Linked DNA regions of Macaca mulatta: region 2 is linked to region 1. A link is a contact called in public Hi-C data. All regions are on one chromosome and are shown on one strand. Each heading gives the region's core, a stretch centred on a gene start, on an enhancer-like site or on the middle of the called end of the contact. The rest is flanking DNA. Distances are from core to core; before and after follow the strand shown. Region 1 has its middle 14 kb from the start of NGDN. Region 2 holds the start of ZFHX2 (zinc finger homeobox 2).

What was found. A called contact is a pair of places that touch in the nucleus more often than the background predicts.
Region 2: a Hi-C map of fetal cortical plate shows a contact between it and region 1, with 5 times the contacts expected there. The contact joins the promoter of ZFHX2 here to the enhancer-like site in region 1. A contact is called at or near these places in 7 of 14 Hi-C or Micro-C datasets (CD4 T cells, blood, cortical neurons and 4 more).

Annotation. Positions count from the first base shown.
Region 1 is chr7:96,580,113-96,584,673 of T2T-MMU8v2.0, reverse strand. No RefSeq gene overlaps it. Among named protein-coding and RNA genes, the nearest start is that of NGDN, 14 kb to the right of the region's middle. Within about 2 kb of position 2,698, at least 13 of the 40 cell types and tissues checked have an H3K27ac peak or open chromatin away from gene starts, as enhancers often do. A contact at or near this core is called in fetal cortex germinal zone and fetal cortical plate, where this site is marked.
Region 2 is chr7:96,648,414-96,652,793 of T2T-MMU8v2.0, reverse strand. It overlaps ZFHX2 (zinc finger homeobox 2), which reads left to right and starts at 2,689. Exons shown (of 10, transcript XM_028851431.2): 1 at 2,689-3,133. The region is part of intron 1 of THTPA (thiamine triphosphatase); the gene reads right to left. It overlaps LOC144330174 (a long non-coding RNA gene), which reads left to right. Exons shown (of 3, transcript XR_013396117.1): 3 at 2,456-2,690.

The sequences.
Region 1 (4,561 bases), core at 1,449-3,948:
GGAGAGAGGAAGTAGAAACTCAGGGGCTTTCTGTTCTCCAGAGCCCACCCGTGGGGCTAAACCCAAGGCTGGGAAATGAAACAAAGCAGTTGTCAGGGTAAGGTACCATAGGCTCAGTCAAAGTGGCACATACAAATGCTTTCTAAGCCTATTTTCTATTCTAAGCTTTAACTAACGATAAAAATTATAAGGAAATGTATTAATATAGCCACAATGGTAGTTTTACACTAGAAAGAAATGCTGTAAGATTTAGAGTTACCAGCACTAGTGGAAGGGGGTAGTCTATAGAGCCTTTTGTTATTTAAGTGATCCTGGGACTGAAGAGCTTGCTGCAAATGATCAGCACAGAGAGAATGGAGCATCCAGAGTTCCAGCATCCACCACCATGTGCCACCCAGCCCCAAGGTATTTAGCAGAAGGAGTATGCTAGCCAGCAGTAAGGTCAAATTAAATCTGGAATGGGAATTTATTCCCTGCCTTGGTATTCTGGAGGCCCCTGTAGTAGGCTAGCCTGTGTAAGGCCTGCGGAAATGCTAATCCCATCCCAGTGAGCTAGATTCCTCAACCAGCCAGCCAAGCCCACATACCCTGACTATCTTGCTGCTGATGCTGTCTCAGCATCAGGCCAACCAAGGCCAGCTTTTGACACAAAACCTGGCCACATTGCTGCCTCCAAGGCTGCCAGTGGCTCTGGGGATGAATTGGGGACATTGGTTCCTAAGGGGTAGTAAAGGGAATGTCAGACCTGGATGTCAGAGAAAACAGATTCTAATACCAGTTCTGCTAATGATTTATTTGAATAGTCTTAGATAAATCATTTCCCCCTATAGGGCCTGTAAGCAAAAGAAAACAAAAATCAAACAATTTTAGCTACAGCAATGTAAGTACCTAGAAAAAAAAAATAGTTAAAACTCAATTTACTGCTCTCCCAAAGGATGCTAAAGCAGAAAAGTCTCTATCATCCACTTCAACAAATATTTATTGGGCCTCGCTTTTTAAAAGAGGGACCTAAACAGAGATCACTGTCTATATTACATGAAACCATGATCCCAACTACAGTCCCCTGAATAGAGCAAAAAAGATCTCTAAGAAAGGAAACAGGAAAATCTGCCGAGGAAATGAAGAGGCCATTGGCCTCTGCCTCCACCAACACATGTATGCACCTTAGGAAGGCAGGAGAGGCAGGCAAGAAGACAGGGCTCCACAGGTACTTCCAAGGCTCAGACAGTAAGGCGAGGGATTGGTGTTCTAGTCCCTGCTTTTCACTTGGCTCTGGCAAACTCTGCCTCTCCCCATAGTCCAGGATTCAGTCTTGACCCACACATGCTGAGGAAATGGAAGCCAGCCATTCTAGGACTGCCACTTAAGCTAAGGAAGATCTCCTCCCACCAGGGAATCAAGGAAAGAGGTCCATATTCTGGCCTATTCCTAGGATATACAGAAGTCAGACTCAGCACTACCATCCAGGGAATAACTAGGATGCTATTAATTCATAAAGAATAATCCAGTAAGAGAAAAATTAGCCATCCTAGAAATTGGATAACTTTACAATAAAAAACACTGCTGAATTAGGTGGTTGTGGGGTACTGGTCTCACAATGAAAGGTCTCCAAAATAAAGTTAAGAAGTGAGATGATGCCTGAGCTGACATAACAGTCTAAGGAGTGTGGGTGTATTCTGGAAAGGCTAAACAATACAGGGCACTGTGGGCTGAATGGGGCAACCATGTAAATTCAGCTGTGATAAAAGAATGACACGAAATGACAAAAAGAGGAAGCAGACTACAAGAGTGTGCCAAGGTCCTGCAGCCAGAATTGTGTTCAGCAGTGACCAGAGAGCCAGGATGCCCATCACATAAGTGTCACAGGTCCTGGCAAGAACCTTCTAAGGACACAAAAGATCAGTAATAGGACATCTCCTCCAGTCTTCAAAACATAGGATAACGAAAGTAGAAGTATCCTTAGCAATCTAATCCAAAAGTTTCTGGATGAAGCCACTATTATCTGAATTATTGCTATTCCCTAGCTCCCATTTTCCCAGCATGTAGAACCCAAATCTGTAGATTCAGATAACACAGGATCGATCCCTTGCCAAGTTAACTCTCATTATCCAAATCCAGGAACTGAATAGATGCAGACAGCAAAGGATATTTTCTCTCTCCTATCATGTTTCCCCTACAAAGCCTCGTCATTCTCCCCACCTACTCTTCAGTACTGACCCCTCGGTTCTCCTCACCCTGTTCTCTTCTAAGCCACTCTCATCTACAGCCCTCTTTCATTGGGAGAGTCATGTGTAAGATGTCAAGGATAGAACAGATAATGAAAAAGAAAGGGAGTAAGGAAGAGTGTAGATTTCAGATAAGGAAGTGAGATGGAGATCCTGCAGAAAGACAGAGAGAAAGAGATAGAAAAAGAAAGGAGTAAGGAAGAGTATAGATTTCAGATAGGGAAGTGAGATGGAGATCCTGCAGACAGACAGAAAGAAAGAGAGAGACAGAAAGCAAGAGAGCTGGAGCTGGGGGAGGGGAAGAAGATGGCACTGCGGAAAAAAAGAGCACCACAAAATTAATTTGAGGAAGGGAACAGTAGAGGAGACGTTGGTGGAATAACAATCAGGCAGTAGAGGGCTGGAGAAAGGGGGAGGGCGACAGGGTGGGGAGGAATGATGTTGGTGGGGAGGGCCCTGCCTGCAAAGCAACAGCAGCACCACCTATGGGTATGGCGAAGGGCTACAGGCTGCAACAAAAGAGGTCCTCGCCTGGGCATGGGAGTCTGGGGTGCAGGTTGGGAGGAAGAAGCCATGGCTTTTGCCCTTCAAACCTCTTGGTTACACAACATGCAGGCTAGAAGAATAAATTGTATATGGCTCTCCTGGGAAGAGAGGGACTTAAGGTAAGGGAGGGAAGACAGAGAACTCCCGGCTTTTTCCATTACAAGGGGGTTTCCCCTTCAGAATTCAGGCAGTAAAAAAGACAAGAATATGAAGAGGGAGGAACACCAGGTACTGAAAGGAATGTGAGCACCTGCTTATTTCATTACCTGGAGAAAGAGTTTTTATCTTTATTTCCAAGTGATTTCCTTTCCCCACTGGATATGAGAGAATACAGCTACCTCCCTGGGGCCATGAATGCCCCTCACTGGGCTGCTTCCTCCCAGCACTGCCTCAAAACTCCCAACCACCATTAGAAACCCCCAGGGAGCCACCAAGCTCTAAGAAGGAAAGAAGGGAAAGGTTCCCCCCCACCAAACAGACCAAGTGGGGGAGGACAGGGTGGAATGAAAGAGAGAATGCAAAAGCTCTGCAGAGGGAGGGGAGAGAGAAATGTGATCAGCAGTATTTGTTGTGCTTCCAGGGAGGAAGGATCTGTCACATTTTTAATAATAATAAATACATGAAGACAGATTTGCCAGCACTGCTCTGGCTCCTTGAGAAGTGTGGGGGAGGGGAAGCAATGCAGCTGCAGCACAGACCAATATCTCCCCCTCCCCTCCCCTATTAGATAGGCTCAAGTATTGCAGCAGCCTCCCCCCTCCCCCTCTAACCGCAGTCCTCCCCTTCACAGCCCACCCTTTCCATGGTCCCTTCACACAGATCTGCCCCTCCTTCCCCCACTTGTATCTCTACTCACTCCAACCCCACTCTATCCTTTCAGTGCTGGTCCTCATTTAACACACGCTTACTCTAGCTGGAAGAGGCCTTAGCACCTACATCTTAGATGAATGAATCTGCTCCCCCAATCCTGAGGCTGTGCTCTTTCCAATCAGTGCCCTTCATTAGCTGACAGCAATCTTCCCTCATACCCCACACAACATTCCCACAGATGTAATCCAGCACATTTCAGCATTTCCTGGATTCCACCAAAAAGGATTGCTTTTCTTCCCCATTTTAATCTCAATGTGACCTCCTTTCTCACATCCTTCCTTAAATATAATGGCCATCAAATGTGTTTGTGTTTAGGGGGTGTCAGGGCCTCAAGACTCGGTGACTACTGCCACCTATTGACCCAAATTTGTTCAAGATAGACCTTTAATACACTTCTTACACAGCGACGCTCTGTTATTTCAAAAGCATCAATAGCTTAAACATGCAAAGGCATGGCTCTTGGGGCTTCTCTGAGACCCTCTGAACAATGAGATCAAAGAAACACAAAAGCAAGACTGGGCAGAGAGCCAGAGCATTGATGCCTTTCCTCATGCAGAGGCAGAAAACAAGGCCCAAGGAATGAAAAAGCAACTTTAAGTTCCCTCAAGGTTCTCTAAGCAAAGATGAATAGGAAAGAGTTTTTCTTAAGGGCTGGTAAAAATTTCACGTATCACAATATAAATGATGTTACTAATGGAGCAGGAGGCAGGATTCCACTCACATACCTCCATCAAATTAGCCAAATCTTTGGCATGAATCTGGGATTTATACACTTACACGATTCCAGGGAGGATGGGGGACACTCAGAGGTGTTTGACTCTCACCCAATCGGTACCAATCAGAACTTGGACAAACTGGGCTCTGAAAAAGGGCAGGTCTATACCACGCAGTTCTGTGGTTTAGCTACGTCCTATTCACCA
Region 2 (4,380 bases), core at 1,440-3,939, 68 kb before region 1:
TGAGAGGTATTATAAGGAGAAGGACACTGGTTTAAAGACATGGCATTTTGGCCAAGTGCGTTGGCTCACACCTGTAATCCTACCGCTTTGGGAGGTGGAGGCAGGAGGATCACTTGAGGCCAGGAGTTTGAGACCAGCCTGGGCAACATAGCAAGACCCTGTTTCTAAAAAAAAAAAAAAATTTTTTTTTTAGTTAGCTGCGTGTGGTAGCGCATGCCTGTGGTCCCAGCTGCTCAGGAGGTTGAAGCAGGGGGATAGCTTGAGCCCAGGAGGTCAAGGGCAGTGAGCTATGATCCTGCTACTGCCTGTACTCGGCAACAGAGCAAGACCCTGTGTAAAAATAAATAAACAAATGGCATCTTGAACTTGGGATAGCTTGGGTGAACCCCTGGCCCCACTCCATGTTAAGCACCATTCGTTAGGGAGGGAAGCAACCCCAGCTCCTAGGGCCTGCTTTTCATCCATCTTTTGCTTTCCAGTTTTGCTAACCTGGGATGAAGACCTAATTTTTCCTTGTGTTATAAGGTCCAATCCAGTGGGGTAAAAGCTGCAGCTTATTTGAACAGAAAGATCAGTTTCCGGAGCCAGACCTGGGGTTGACTCCCAGCTTCACTTTCTAGATGTTTGGCCATCGGCAAGCTACTCTACTTCCCTAAGCATCTGCTTTTTCTTTTTTTTTTTTTTTTTTTGAGACTGAGTCTCACTCTGGCATCTCAGCTCACTGCAACCTCTGCCTCCCAGGTTCAAGTGATTCTCCTGCCTCAGCCTCCTGAGTAGTTGGGACTACAGGCACATGCCACCACACCTGCCTGATTTTTGTTTTTTATTTGTTTGTTTTTGTTTTTGAGATGGAGTTTCACTCTTGTTGCCCAGGCTGGAGTGCAATGGTGTGATCTTGGTTCACCGCAACCTCTGCCTCTCGGGTTCAAGGAATTATTCTATGTCAGCCTCCCAAATAGCTGGGATTACAGGTGCATGCCACCACGCCCAGATAATTTTGTATTTTTAGTAGAGACAGGGTTTCTCCATGTTGGTCAGGCTGGTCTTGAACTCCTGACCTCAGGTGATCCACCCACCTTGGCCTCCCAAAGTGCTGGGATTACAGGCGTGAGCCACCACACCCAGCCAGCCTCTGCTTTTTCGTTGAGAAAATGTGGTCTGCCCCACAGTTACCTATGAGGATTCAGTCATAAACTGTTACATAGTATAAACTCAAAATGTTCATTTCTTTCTCTTTTTTGTCATGTGAACTTCAGGGTTTTGTTGTGTTGTTTAAGAGAAGTAGGCTATAGCAGTTAGTGTGGGCTCTGGACCCAGACCATGGAGGTTTTTGAATCCTGGTGCTGTCACTTACTTATTGGCCATTGGACCTTGGGCCTGTTAATTCACTTATTTGTGCCTTAGTTTCCTCAACTGTAAAATGGGACTATAATAGTATCTATTATATTGATACTATTGAGATTGAGAGGACCAGACAATATATGTAAAAGTGCTTGAAACTGTCCCTGTGCATTCAAGAAATCTTAGAAATTATTGTTATTAGAATACGGGAGCGGCAGGGCGAGGTGGCTCACGCCTATAATCCCAGCACTTTGGGAGGCTGAGGCTGGTGGATCACCTGAGGTCAGGAGTTCCAGACCAGCCTGGCTAAGATGGTGAAACCCCCATCTCTACTAAAAATACAAAATTAGCAGGGCATGGTGACGGGCACCTATATAATCCCAGCTACTTGGGAGGCTGAGGCAGGAGAATCACTTGAACCTGGGAGGCGAAGGTTGCAGTGAGCTGGGATCATGCCACTGCACTGCAGCCTGGGCGACAGAGTGACTCTGTCTCAAAAAACAACAACAAAAAATGGGCTGGACGCAGCGGTGGCTCATACCTGTAATCCCAGCACTTTGGGAGGCCGAGGCAGGCGGATCACAAGGTGAGGAGTTGGAGACCAGCCTGACCAACATGGTGAAACCCCGTCTCTACTAAAAATACAAAAATTAGCTGGGTGTGGTGGTGCTTGCCTGTAATCCCAGCTACTTAGGAGGCTGAGGCAGGAGAATCGCTTGAACCCAGTGGTGGAGGTTGCAGTGAGCCGAGATCACGCCACTGCACTCCAACCTGGGCGACTGAGCGAGACTCCATCTCAACAACAACAAAAAAATAAAAAATAAAAAAAAATTGCAGGAACACTTAATGAGCTGATAAACTGAAGATGAGGAGGAGGAGCCCGAACCTCCCACTACCCAGCTCAGGGGACTATGTAACCGCGTGGAGGAGGCAGAAGCTCTCAGAGACTAAAGAGTAATTGCTGCGGTAGAAAAGGTTCTAGTACCCAATAGGAGAGGGGGGGAATAATAAGGCAGGAAGAAGGGAATGAAAAAAAGGAGGCCTTGGGCGGCTCAGGGTTTGTTCTGTAGCTGATTTAAAACAAAACAACAAAACACATGTATGGTTTCTGCAGACCACAGGATGAAGAAGAGAGGAGACGGAAAAGAGTTTAAAGGGGCCTGCCCTCTTTGCAAGCACCGGCTTGAACTTGGAGCCAGAGTCGAGGAGGCGACCTGATGGGCTGGCCGGCCTGCCCCCAGGCTCTGGGTCCCGCGAGGCGGGCGGGCGCGAACAGACTACAACTCCCGGCATGCGCCGCGGCGGGCGGGTCGCTGCACCTGCTCAGTGGGGCCGCCCCGGGCGCCTGGGTATTGATTATTCCATTGTGTGGGACGCCTCGACTCCAGCCAGTGAATGAGGCGGAGGAGTGAGGGCGAGGAGGAGGAGGAGGGCGAGGAGGAGGAGGAGAAGGAGGAGGAGGAGGAGGAGGAGGAGGAGGAGGCAGGGAGCGAGCGAGTGCCCAGGGTGAATCAATGGAAACCCCCTCACGAAGCCGGGGAAACACTTCAGCCGCAGCCAAATAGCATTGATTATTTTCCTTCACTTCCCTCACCGCCGTGAATTTATTTATTTATTTTTTCCATCTCCGTCCCCGACGCCCCGGAGCGAGCGCTGGAGGGAGGGAGGAGGAGGGGAAAAAAGAGGAATCAACACATCGGAGAAGTCCCTTCCAAGAGCCGCCCCCTCCCCTCCCCGCCTCGCGCTGCTCGGCGGCCGCGGTTCGACTCCCGTCCCTGCTTCCAGCTGAGGTGTAAGTGCATCGATTTCCGATGCTGCTGGGTTGGTTTTTTTCTCCTCTCCCTCTCTCTCTTCTTCCCTTCCTTGCTCTTTGGAAGCTCGAGACGGGAGAGGAGGCGCTCGGAGACTGCCGCTGGAGGGGACGGAGAGGGACGAGAAGGGGCTGGGGGAGGGGACAAGGACGGACGGACAGACAGACCGAGAGCCCAGGGAGAAAGCAGACAGGGGTGTGGGAGGAAGAGGGCGTGCGCGGGGACGGGGGTAGAGAGAGATGCGGGGGTGGAGGGAGAAACGGGAACGGGAAAGGCAGAGGCCCGCCGGACAGACGGAGGGTATGGAAAGCCTAGACGGACCGCGCTGAGCTGTGCAGGGAGCGGGGGTCCCGGAGGGAAGGGGAGGCCCGGTGAGTGTGAGGGCTCAGAGCTGTCAGCCTGGAGGGGCCTGGGTCTCGGCGGCCCCCCGCCGGCTGTGGGACGGGAGAACAGCGGCCGGCTGGCTGATGGATGGGCTAGCGCGCTGGGGCGTGGAGTGGGAGGGGACGTGGATACCCTCAATCTTCGTTCGTTTTTGGCTGAAGTTGGGCTTTCCATTCCTTTTTTTGAAAGGGTTGAGTAGGTGAGGGGAGGCCACATGCCCATTCAAGGTGAAGCGTGTCTGTCCTGCACGCCCATCCCACCACCCCCATCCGCTCTTGTCTGCCCCTCTGAGCAGCCGTATCATTTTCAAGCACAAGACCACGCTTCTCGCTGCGCCTGTAGCCCCGCTGATCTCTGTCCATGTGTCCCTGACTTTTGGTTTTGCCATTCATCTCGTCTCTTCCATCCCATCCATCTCTGGGTCTGTATGTCACTGCCTTCACTTGTGACCCTTCCCATCCCAGTGATCCTCTCCTTGTGTGTCTCTGTCACTATGTGTCACGCGTTGGCTGCCTGTTCTGTCGGTCTAGAACTCCATGCCCTCTCCTTCAGAGTCTGTCTGGATATCTCTGGCCTTTTCAAGCTACTTTGGAATTTGCTTATCAGTCATGATTGTGGTGGTCACAGTCAGGGCCTGGAGGAGTGGGATGATGGAGCAAATGTGTCTCCACCAAAGCCTCTAGTGCCTTCAGCATGGCCAGGACAGCCTCCTCTTCCACCTTCACCAGGGAAGCTTTGGAACTTCCTAGCATTGTTGACTGTCCCCTTTGCCATGTGCCTGTCTCCCTCATCAGAACCTCACCTTCTGGTCTCATGCGTGTCATCTGCCTTCCCAGGAGCTTCC